Regions from separate parts of the Sus scrofa genome. Here all the other regions are linked to region 3. The links are chromatin contacts, called in public HiChIP or PLAC-seq maps. All regions are on one chromosome and are shown on one strand. The core of a region is the stretch at or near the end of the contact, and the rest is flanking DNA. Distances in the headings are between cores, read along the strand shown.

What was found. HiChIP or PLAC-seq counts read pairs in DNA pulled down with a chosen protein or histone mark.
Region 1: an H3K27ac HiChIP or PLAC-seq map of alveolar macrophages shows a contact between it and region 3. The contact joins two enhancer-like sites. A contact is called at or near these places in 2 of 47 Hi-C or Micro-C datasets (embryonic fibroblasts and liver) and 1 of 2 datasets of contacts at active chromatin or transcription factors (alveolar macrophages).
Region 2: an H3K27ac HiChIP or PLAC-seq map of alveolar macrophages shows a contact between it and region 3. The contact joins the promoter of VTA1 here to the enhancer-like site in region 3. A contact is called at or near these places in 4 of 5 promoter capture datasets (fetal liver, liver and skeletal muscle), 26 of 47 Hi-C or Micro-C datasets (alveolar macrophages, blood, brain and 15 more) and 2 of 2 datasets of contacts at active chromatin or transcription factors (alveolar macrophages and skeletal muscle).

The regions. Positions count from the first base shown.
Region 1 is chr1:22,888,580-22,891,653 of Sscrofa11.1, forward strand. All of the region lies in intron 5 of VTA1 (vacuolar protein sorting-associated protein VTA1 homolog), which reads right to left. Among named protein-coding and RNA genes, the nearest start is that of VTA1, 34 kb to the right of the region's middle. Within about 2 kb of position 1,817, at least 7 of the 83 cell types and tissues checked have an H3K27ac peak or open chromatin away from gene starts, as enhancers often do. A contact at or near this core is called in alveolar macrophages, where this site is marked.
Region 2 is chr1:22,921,871-22,925,407 of Sscrofa11.1, forward strand. It overlaps VTA1 (vacuolar protein sorting-associated protein VTA1 homolog), which reads right to left and starts at 1,991. Exons shown (of 8, transcript XM_021087275.1): 1 at 1,797-1,991. The coding sequence starts at 1,908.
Region 3 is chr1:22,723,477-22,726,956 of Sscrofa11.1, forward strand. The region is part of intron 5 of ADGRG6 (adhesion G-protein coupled receptor G6); the gene reads right to left. Among named protein-coding and RNA genes, the nearest start is that of ADGRG6, 77 kb to the right of the region's middle. Within about 2 kb of position 1,590, at least 4 of the 83 cell types and tissues checked have an H3K27ac peak or open chromatin away from gene starts, as enhancers often do. A contact at or near this core is called in alveolar macrophages, where this site is marked.

The DNA.
Region 1 (3,074 bases), core at 567-3,066, 170 kb after region 3:
CCAACATGTACTATATCTGCTTATTTACCTATAGCTCCCCATGAGAATGTAAGTTCTTATAGTACAGGGCTATGTCTTATCCATCTCTGATACCCAGTCAATGCTGACAAAATGACATTAAAAAGAAAAAAGTTTCTTAAAAAAATGAATTAAAAATATGTAAGACTTTAAAAATGCAAGCACAGGTTATACCTTGGGAGACAGGAGGTCACTACAAATTTGGGGCTCTATACCATGTCTATAGAAGTATAGAAGTGCTTCTCATAATGTTGGTACTATGTCCTCAAGGGGAACTAAATGAACAGTTACGTTGACTTGGTTGATTGGGACATTTTCTTGTGAGGCTCAATGGGGAAGACATATACAGATTAAGTCTTGTTATCTGGTTGAGGAAAATAACACATCTACTTAAACGCAGAATAAGAACATAGACGGTATTATTTTTTTTTTCTTTTTTTTTTTTACTTCTGGCTACACCTGCAGCATATGGAAGTTCCCCAGCCAGGGGTCATGTCACAGCCACTGTAGAAGCAATGCCGAGTAGTTATGTTATAGGCCACAGGGGAAGTCCAAGAACTTTAGAATTAGACAGATTTGGATCAAATCCTAGGTTCCATTAACTAGTTATTAGAGCTTGGATAGGGATCCCCAGCTACCATCATAAATTATGAGGACTAAATTAGAGATTATACATAAAATATTGAACACAGGGCCTAAAATCTAGCAAGTACTCTATAAATTATTTTTACCATATATTATGAAGATACTTCATTAAACATATATTTTATAAGAATTTATACATACAAACATAAAATAGCTCTGCAGAAATTTAGATGAAGGAAGATTATTACAGATTATTACAAGATTCAGATAGGTAAAGAAAGATAACATTTTAGGAGGGAGAAATGGCTTTAACTAAATAAAGAGACAGAGATACTTTCTGGCTGCTAACATCTATGGATATAATAAAGGGTTTATATAGGTGTTATGAACTGAACTGTCCCTCAAAATTCTTAAGATGGTGCCCTAACCCCTCAGTGTGACTGTATTTGGAGACAGGTCTTTAGAGATAACTAAAGGTTAAATGAGGTCATAAGAGTGAAGCCCCAATCCGAAAGGACAGTGACCTTATAAGAAGCGGAAGAGATCTCTCCTGCCCTGCCCCCCAACACTCTACCATGTGCAAAAAGAGAGGAGGTGGTTCTCTGAAAGCCAAGAACTGGGTCCTCATCAGAAACAGACTCTGCTGGACCTTGGTTTTGGACTTTCCAACCTCTAGAATTGTGAGAAAATAAAGAGCCTTTTCTGTAAGCCAGCTAGTCTACCATATTTTGCTATGGCAGCCCAAGCGGACTAAGATAAAAGGAGACAGGAATAGGAAATAAAGCTGGTAAAGTAGGTCAGTGCCAGATCTTGGAGAATCTTGCCTGGTAGGCTAAGGATCTTAGATCTTTCTTTGTGGGCAACTGGAAGTGACTAATGGTTTTGTAAACACTAGGACTGACATAAAATACTCCTGACTGTGGTTAGCATTAAACCATGGAGGGAAGTATGTAAAACATTTCAAAATATTGAGTGAAAAAGAAAGAAATAAAGTTAAGGCAATATACTTACAAAAATCCAATTTCACTATTATGACATAAATAACCCCAAAATAACCATATCTTAGAACAGTCCATGTTGAACATTTAATAACAACTTAATATTACATCATGCTTCTGTAGTGTTAGTAAACAGAATACAGGACTCAGAGTAAGAATTCAATTTCTGGTCCTCGTTCTTTGTGGTTCTATGACAGGCTGGCCAAGGCCAAGACCCAGGCGGAAGCTCAATTTCCTCTTTTGTAAAACAGGAATAATATCAACTGTCTCTTAGGGATTTCTGAGGGTATGAAGTATATGAAAATGATTGCTAGCCTTAAAGCACTGTATGATGCAAGGTATTTATTATTTAAAATGACTGTTAAGAAGCATTTTGTGTGAAAATGTGCTACTAAAAGATTAAACAAGGCCATATCTTAAAGTGTGCTTCCTGAATAAATAGCAAAAAACTCACTTGAAATGCTGCATCAAAGTTTGCATTTCTAGGAGTTCCCGTCGTGGCGCAGTGGTTAACGAATCCGACTAGGAACCATGAGGTCGCGGGTTCGGTCCCTGCCCTTGCTCAGTGGGTTAACAATCCGGCGTTGCCATGAGCTGTGGTGTAGGTTGCAGACGCGGCTCAGATGCTGCGTTGCTGTGGCTCTGGCGTAGGCCGGTGGCTACAGCTCCGATTCAACCCCGAACCTGGGAACCTCCATATGCCGCGGAAGCGGCCCAAGAGATAGCAACAACAACAACAACAACAACAACAAAAGACAAAAAAAAAAAAAAAAAAAAAGTTTGCATTTCTAGGGGATGAGCTGCAAAATAGTTTACACATAGTATTTATATGTAAAACTGCAGTGTTTGTTTGCTTTTTTTTACTGAGTGGCATTATAAATTCTAAATAGTCCTCTTAGTGAATGAATAAACAAACCAACCAGATGCAGAACAATGTGTATATTACCAATACTGTGAAAAAGTGGGGGTATATATTCCTATTTACTAGTAATTTATAAAAAATAATCTCTGTAAAGATATACAAAAAGCTAAAAACATTATTTACTTGTTTAGGTTTTGGTGAAATCTGGGAAGATGAAGGGGGTCGTGGAAATGAGAAACTCACTTCTTATTTTTTATATACTCTATAAATTCTGAACTGTGTGAATGTATTGCCTGCCCCGCTCCTCAAAAAATCCATCTCAGGTATATAAGAAATAAATTCAATGTTATTTGTGGTCTGAAATACTTTATAGATTATAGAAGGACTGCCTGTCCCATGTAGGGGTAACATCTGATTAGAGGAAGGAGACAGCCAAGCTATTTTGTTGACATAGAGAAGTGTTAGAGCAGTTTTTCACTTGTCCCTAAGTTTACATTTTTACACCTGACTTTGGACCGGATGAGGGAAACAAAATTGTATCAGTCCTTCCCAAAACTCTGAATAATAATATACTAAACAATTATAATTTTACTAAATCATTTCACTTAGAT
Region 2 (3,537 bases), core at 741-3,240, 200 kb after region 3:
AATCTGTCACCCATCATTAGAGTATTCACTTACCCAGTTCCTGACCATTTTTATTTTTACTGCTGAGCCTTGATGGGAACTCCTCCTGACCACTTTTAAAGTGAAATCCCCTCCTCACTTCCTACCGCCCTACTCTTGGTACTCCCTATTTTTTCCCCTGCTTTATTTTTCTTATAATTTTTTAATATTCTATATAATATACTCATATTATTACTTAATCTCCCCACTTCATAGTAGATAAGTTCCATGAATACAGGAACTGTACAGCCACAGTGCATAGGTAGAATTCAATAAATACAAACTGAATGAATGACTAATGGTCCCTGCTTGAGGTACCTGAAAAACAAGTCTAATGGAAAATGCTGTTAAGATTTGAACAAAATAAGGTATAGCCTTAAGAGTAATTAACTTACGGTCTACAGAAAAGGTGACATTTAAATTAGAACCTTGGAGTTCCCGTCCTGGCGCAGTGGAAACGAATCAGACTAAGAACAATGAGGTTGAGGGTTCGATCCCTGGGCTCACTCAGTGATTCAGTGGGTTAAGGATCCGGCATTGCGATGAGCTGTGGTGTAGGTCTCAGACGTAGCTCAGATCTGGCGCTGTCATGGCTGTGGCGTAGGCCCGCAGCTGCAGCTCCGATTAGACCCCTGGCCTGGGAACCTCCATATGCTGTGGGTACGGCCCTAAAAAGGACAAAAGATACATACATACATACATACATAAGAACCTGAATCATGAAGAGTTCTCCAAGTGGAGAAAAAAGGCAGACAACCCAAGAAAGGGAAGAGAGCAGAGGTTTGAAAGGGCCTTGCATATTTGAGAAATCAAAGCGGGAGACACCTGGCGTATGGCAACGATAACAGTGGACAGTATTTTAGCTAATCTTATAATGTCCACAACAGAGGACACATTATATTGAGCTTCTCAAAGCTAAAAGTCCTTTTCAGAAACTTTATAGTTGTTTGGTCACTTGTTTTATATGCAATTAAGTTAGACTATGTAATATAAAATAAAGTTTACTGGACCTACTATCTTCACTGCAAAGGAAAAAGTATGAACAAACTTAATCTGTGTGTTTCATCAACTGTAGATTATGTGTATTACAGTCAACCAAAGTGAGAATACTGCTACCAAACGTCTCAGCCCCAGGTATTATTCAAAGAAGTTAAAACCAAAGATCCTCATTAGTGGGAAAGAGTAGTCTGGATGCAAAAGGAGGAATGGTCTAACCCAAGTGCTTGTTTTGTAGCAGCTACTCTTCATTATGAATTTGTGAATGGACTTGCATGTTGTCACAATTAATCTGCACTTATTACTATGTTCTCAATCAATTCATCTCCCTTTTGTCCACATCACTACTGTCTTTAGGACACTTACCTATGTTTTAACCCCAACTCAATTACTTAACTACTCAGATTAATTCCAGGATATTCAGGGTATTTTCAGGAAACCCTGGTGGGGGCTGGAGGCTCTCGGACGTCCATACAGAAAGAAAACCTTAAGAGCTCATGAGCCTATGTGATCAGTTTAAAAATATTTAAGCACAAGACTGGAGAGCTGGTGGCCACCGCCGTGCTTTTGAAGTTTTGCCTTTCTGGGGCTTGCGGGGTTCCAGAGAGAATGTGGGGATCCCTGAGGAGGGCGGGGCCCTAGGGATTCCCACAGAAGGTCAGAGGGTCAGAGGTCAAAGCTAGGTCTAAAGCCAGGGGGGCGGGGCCTTGACTTAAGAACCAAGAGGCAGTTTTGTGGGCCCGGGAGGGTAATGAGGGCCGCGGCGACACGGACAGACTCACAGTAATATGCCACCACAGGGTCCCGCTTGTCATGCTCCTGAGCCGTCCTCAGATGATGCTGAATGCTCTTAAACTGCGGAGGCAGCGGGGGCAGCGGAGCAAGCGCGGCCATCTCCACCCCAAGAACCACCACTTCCTACTCGCGCGCCGCCGACACTTCCGCTTCCGTCTTCGGAGGGCGCGCGCAAGCACGGGCACAGCAAGTCCCGCCCATTTCCCTGTTGCTCAGCAACAGCAGGTCAATTACGGGTTCCCAACAGGGACAGCCTCCGCTTGTCTGGCTCGTAGCAGTTTAGTGCCCCGAGGAGGCTGAGCAGCTTCGCGGTTAAGCTGCTTATGGCACCAGCGCTCTCTGCTGGCTGCTGGCAGAAGGGAAAAGAGATTGTTTTATTTTCTTTGTTTCCACCCTCGACCCCCCTTTTGTGTCAGAAGATAGAAAGGGAAAAACAAAAAGAAAATAATGATTGTTAATTGGCAGAAAGGGTAAAGGCGTGAATTGCCTTTGGCATCATTCAGGAATTTTCTCTTCCAGTTCCTCAGGTTGTACTAATAGAGTCCCTAGAAGCCTTTCCAATTTTAGAAACTTTAAATGCAATTCTTGCGTAAGATGAGAGATGATGTGTTTAAAATGTTGAATTACACTTTTTTGTGTTGACACATTGGATAAAATAACCAGCCGCTTTTTTAACTTAAATACTAAACACGTTAAGCTTAAAAAAAAATTGAACTTTTTTTTTCTGAGCTGGTTACCACAAACACTAGTGAATGAATAATTTGTAGGTCGGTAGTTTCTGGAGAGTGATGAACTATTTGCAAAGTCTTTTGACAGTTATTATCTTGTGATTGCACAGATAAGGCGTTCAAATAATAATTCTTGTTCAATGCTGCCGACTCGTACTTTGTAGGTAGGCATCAACTTTTCCCATCACTGTTACCATCAGTGACATCAATTATTTTTCTCTCCTCTCCATCCTATAATTTTTCAGGACTTTACTCTTTATTTACCTCCTCCAATACCCTTCATCTTTATTTATTTTATCTCAGTCCCCAGTTTTGAGAGTTCATCTTAAAACTAATTTTCATGGAAATTGCACCATCTCAAAGAAACAAGATCTCAAGCTCTGAAATTTCCATCTGCCTATTCTCTAATCCACACTCCACCCATCCTATCCCACCCGTGACCTCAGCAGAACCTGCTCCTTGTCCTGTATAACCTCCAGTCCACATCTTTTGTCTATCCATGTTTGCAGACTACATCATCTTATCAGGAGGCTGCCTTTTTTCTTTTTTTTGCAATGAACTGAATTCTGTATTCTCCCCAATTTCAGCAACACATTCATTACCACTTGAGAACGTGTGTACTGTGGACTGAATATTTGTGTCTCCCCAAAATTTGTGTGTTGAAACTGAATGCCAAAGGTGGGGCCCTTGGCATATGGTTAGGTCGTGCACACAGAGCCTTCATGAATGAGATGAATGCCCATATAAAAGGGACCCCACAAGCTAGACTGTCCCTCCACCATTTGCAGATACAGGGAGAAATCAGCAGTCTGCAGCGTGGAGGAGGGTCCCACCAGAACCTGACTGTGCTGGCACCCAAATCTTCACCTTCCAGCTTTCAGAGCTGTGAGGAACAGGTTTCTATAGTTCATAAGCTGCCCAGTCCGTGGTATTTTGTTGTAGCAGACCGAACAGACAAAAATAGTATTTCTTTCTCCTTCTCTATTCCTACTATCCAGTC
Region 3 (3,480 bases), core at 340-2,839:
GATGTTTCCAGAAGCTTGTTGACAAGGGCGAACAGGAAATCCATTACAAAGATGAACTGAGAAGTGGAGGGGTCACTACACTGATCCAGAAGAGACCAGAGAGAGTTATTAATCGCAAAGAGAATTACTGAAACATATACCAAGAAGGTAGTGAAACCATCTGGGAACCACAGTGGCACGGCATTACTGGAGTAGGGCATTTGTAGAAAATTGGTAAGAGTGATCAGATATATAGGTAATGGACAGCCTGTGGAGGACCTTATAAGGTGTAAACACCATGAGCACCAAGCCTTGTGTTTTTCTTCCAATGGTGTAGCCCACACACAGTAGGTGGGTCCTCAAACTCTGCCAAATACACTACTGAATGCATCATGAATTACTGTGAACATTTTGAACTCTTTTGTAAAGGAAATGGGAATAAAATGAAAGGGAACTTGAGGAGAAATTAGATTTAAATTTGAAACCAATCACTTTTGAGACACCAAGCTAACTAAAAAGAGGATACATAAGAAGCGTGGATAATGTTAGTAATTCAGGCTTAATATCGTGAGTACAGTGAGGGAGGACAGAAAGTGATGGCTACCAGACAAGTGAAGATGGAATACACAGGATTTATTTAGTGACTAATTGGTACAGAGAAAATAGAAAGAAAGGGATGAATAGAAAAAAAATTTTCTGGTTTCCAACCTGAGAAATTAGTACATAATGATTTCATAAAAGGAGATAGGGAATACTCAAAGAAAAGCAGTCTTAGGTGGGGTAGGCTAACCACTAAGTCCAGTAAGAAGAACTGAGGCACCTGTGACATCTGGTACATGGGTAGGTGTACATGTTTTTGTAAGAGCTTTAGCCAGGAAGTACTCCACAGAAGATATAGATGTGGAGTTCCCGTTGTGGCTCAGTGGTTAATGAATCCGACTAGGAACCATGAGGTTGTGAATTCGATCCCTGCCCTTGCTCAGTGGGTTAAGGATCCAGCGTTGACGTGCGCTGTGGTGTAGGGTGCAGATGCAGCTCAGATCCCGCGTTGCTGTGGCTCTGGTGTAGGCTGGTGTTTACAGCTCCGATTCGACCCCTAGCCTGGGAACCTCCATGTGCTTTGGGAGTGGCCCAAGAAATGGCAAAAAGACAAAAAAAAAAAAAAAAAAGAAGAAGAAGATATAGATGTTATCTGGGATCACCTGAGCCAGAATGTAGATTTGATGGACTCATAGACATTCCCATATTTAAGTACCAGATTTAAAAAGAGAGAGAGTGCTATAGGTTTGAGAAGGCAAAAACAGCTATCGTAGAAGATGGTCTTACAGAATTCAAATGAACAAAGTTTCATAGGGGGTGTGGCCATATCAAGTATACAGAAAGGTCCAGAATGATAAAGACTGAGAGAACCCTTCACTTCGCAATGGAATTTTGGTAACAGCTCAATGGAAACTCCCTTCAGTAGCGTGGGAATGATGAACTCTAGATTTCCAGGGTTTAAAAGTGAATGCAAAAGAGGAAGCTTGGCTACGAAAGGAAGTAGAGATAGGGAGGGAGGGTTACAGATTGAAAACCTAGTCAAGTGCCCTGTGGAGAAAGAGCTCCTGAGGAGGCAGAAATTGATCCTGAACGTTTTCTGCCCATCATTCCTCCCCATCACACTTAACTTGGGCCTTCTTCTTGCACAACCTCACTTCTCCTTTAGGCAGTTCTATTTCAGTAAGGAACTTCTGAAAACTAAAAAGCCTTTAAAACGCAAAATGACTGAGGAAATCTCAGCCACTATAACATGCCAGAGAGGGGACCCTGGGGCTGAGTTCCTGTGCTTCTCTAATTACACACAATGTTGGCAGACAAAGGCTCCTAAGGCCACTCTGGCACTGCTACAATATCTCTGGAAGACGAAGGGAGATAAGGGGACAGCACTGTGGGAAAGATGTTTATAGGCTAACTACATTTCCACTGCAGTATATCAGAAAGCTGAGAGGTGGAAATAAGGAAAGAAAATCCGAAGAGTTAGGATTTAGAGTAAGATATTTAACAATTTTCTTTAATATTTCATTAGTTTCATTGCATAGTAGCGAGTCTAAACTTCATGATGAGACATCCTTGTCATGGAAAATTGTTAACATTCACTTCTCAGTATTTCAATTATTATCAACTGTTCCTTCCTGAGTACTTTGAGTTTAGCAAATTGACATTGCTTTATGAATACTTTATAAATGCTATTTTATGATAATTCAGTATAGCAACAGAAATTAAATTTGAAGTGTGTTTCAGTGAAAATGATGTGAATACAAGCGACAAATTTAATGAGAAAGGACCAGAATAGCAATCAGTGTGAAGTCTTACATTACAAATATGCCAAATTACACAAATACATAAAATATTTAAAATGTGCACAAACTTTTTATGTGTACTCAGTTCTGTTTTCAGCTTTTCTTCATAGAAAAGTCTTTCTCCCAATAAATTTTTCTAGAGGGACAGATTTACAAACCAGGAGATTGTTAAGAAAAAAGACACAATTCTTTCTCCTGGCTAATGATATATTTATCACCAAGGAATTGTTTTCAGAATGTGGCCTATGTATATTCACTGATTTTCGTGGATACCACAAGGAGTTTAAAGGTGTTTACTTAGTATTAACTGCAACACTTAAAGTCAAATTTTCTTGAAAAAATATGATTGCTAGAAATGGGCAGTTGGTAAAATCTGTTAATCTTTCCTTTCTTTGGTTCTTTCAAATCTTGCTACTGAAAAGAATCAATATTTACCCAAGTTATACTAAAAAAAAAAATCCTGACATGTAGCCAAAATTCATGTCACATCCTACTTCATGACAATCCAAATAAGTTGATAGCACTAAATCCTCTTGTGAGTTGCATTAATGGGGCAAAAGTAATTAATTCCTTTCAATTCCCTCTTTGCCGCTGTTACTACATTGAATTTAAATTTTTTTCATAAATACATTTAAAATAAAGTTAATTTTGGAAGTCATTTATGTTCACAAAGAGCATGGGCATCTTCGAAGAATTCTTTGTAAAGATAAAGTGATTTTATCTTCAATACTCAAAAAAAATTCGGTGATCTAAAAATGTTACACTCAATCATTTGTTAGGAATGAAAGAAAGGATCCAATAGTGACTCAGAGTTTTATGGCTGTGAGGGGCAGAACTGTAATAATAATCAAAAATGAAAGAGGAGAAATCCAAGATGAAGCCTTGGTAATTAAGTGCAAAATTTCAGAGATGAAAACAAAAGTCTGCACAAGTCCAAAAATCTCTAGAAAAGAATAACGTCAGAGTACTTGTGAATTATGTCTTATCGCTACAGCCACGGTGGTTAATAAATGGAAGTGATTAATAAATGCTTGTTAAATAAATGTAATTTGTTTGAACTTAGGCTATTCATTGAGTTATACAGTACCACTCCTCAGGAAAGAGCAGTCATCAGTAAAATAAATAAAACTGGTACAGAAGGCACTGTCTGTTCCTTATGAAA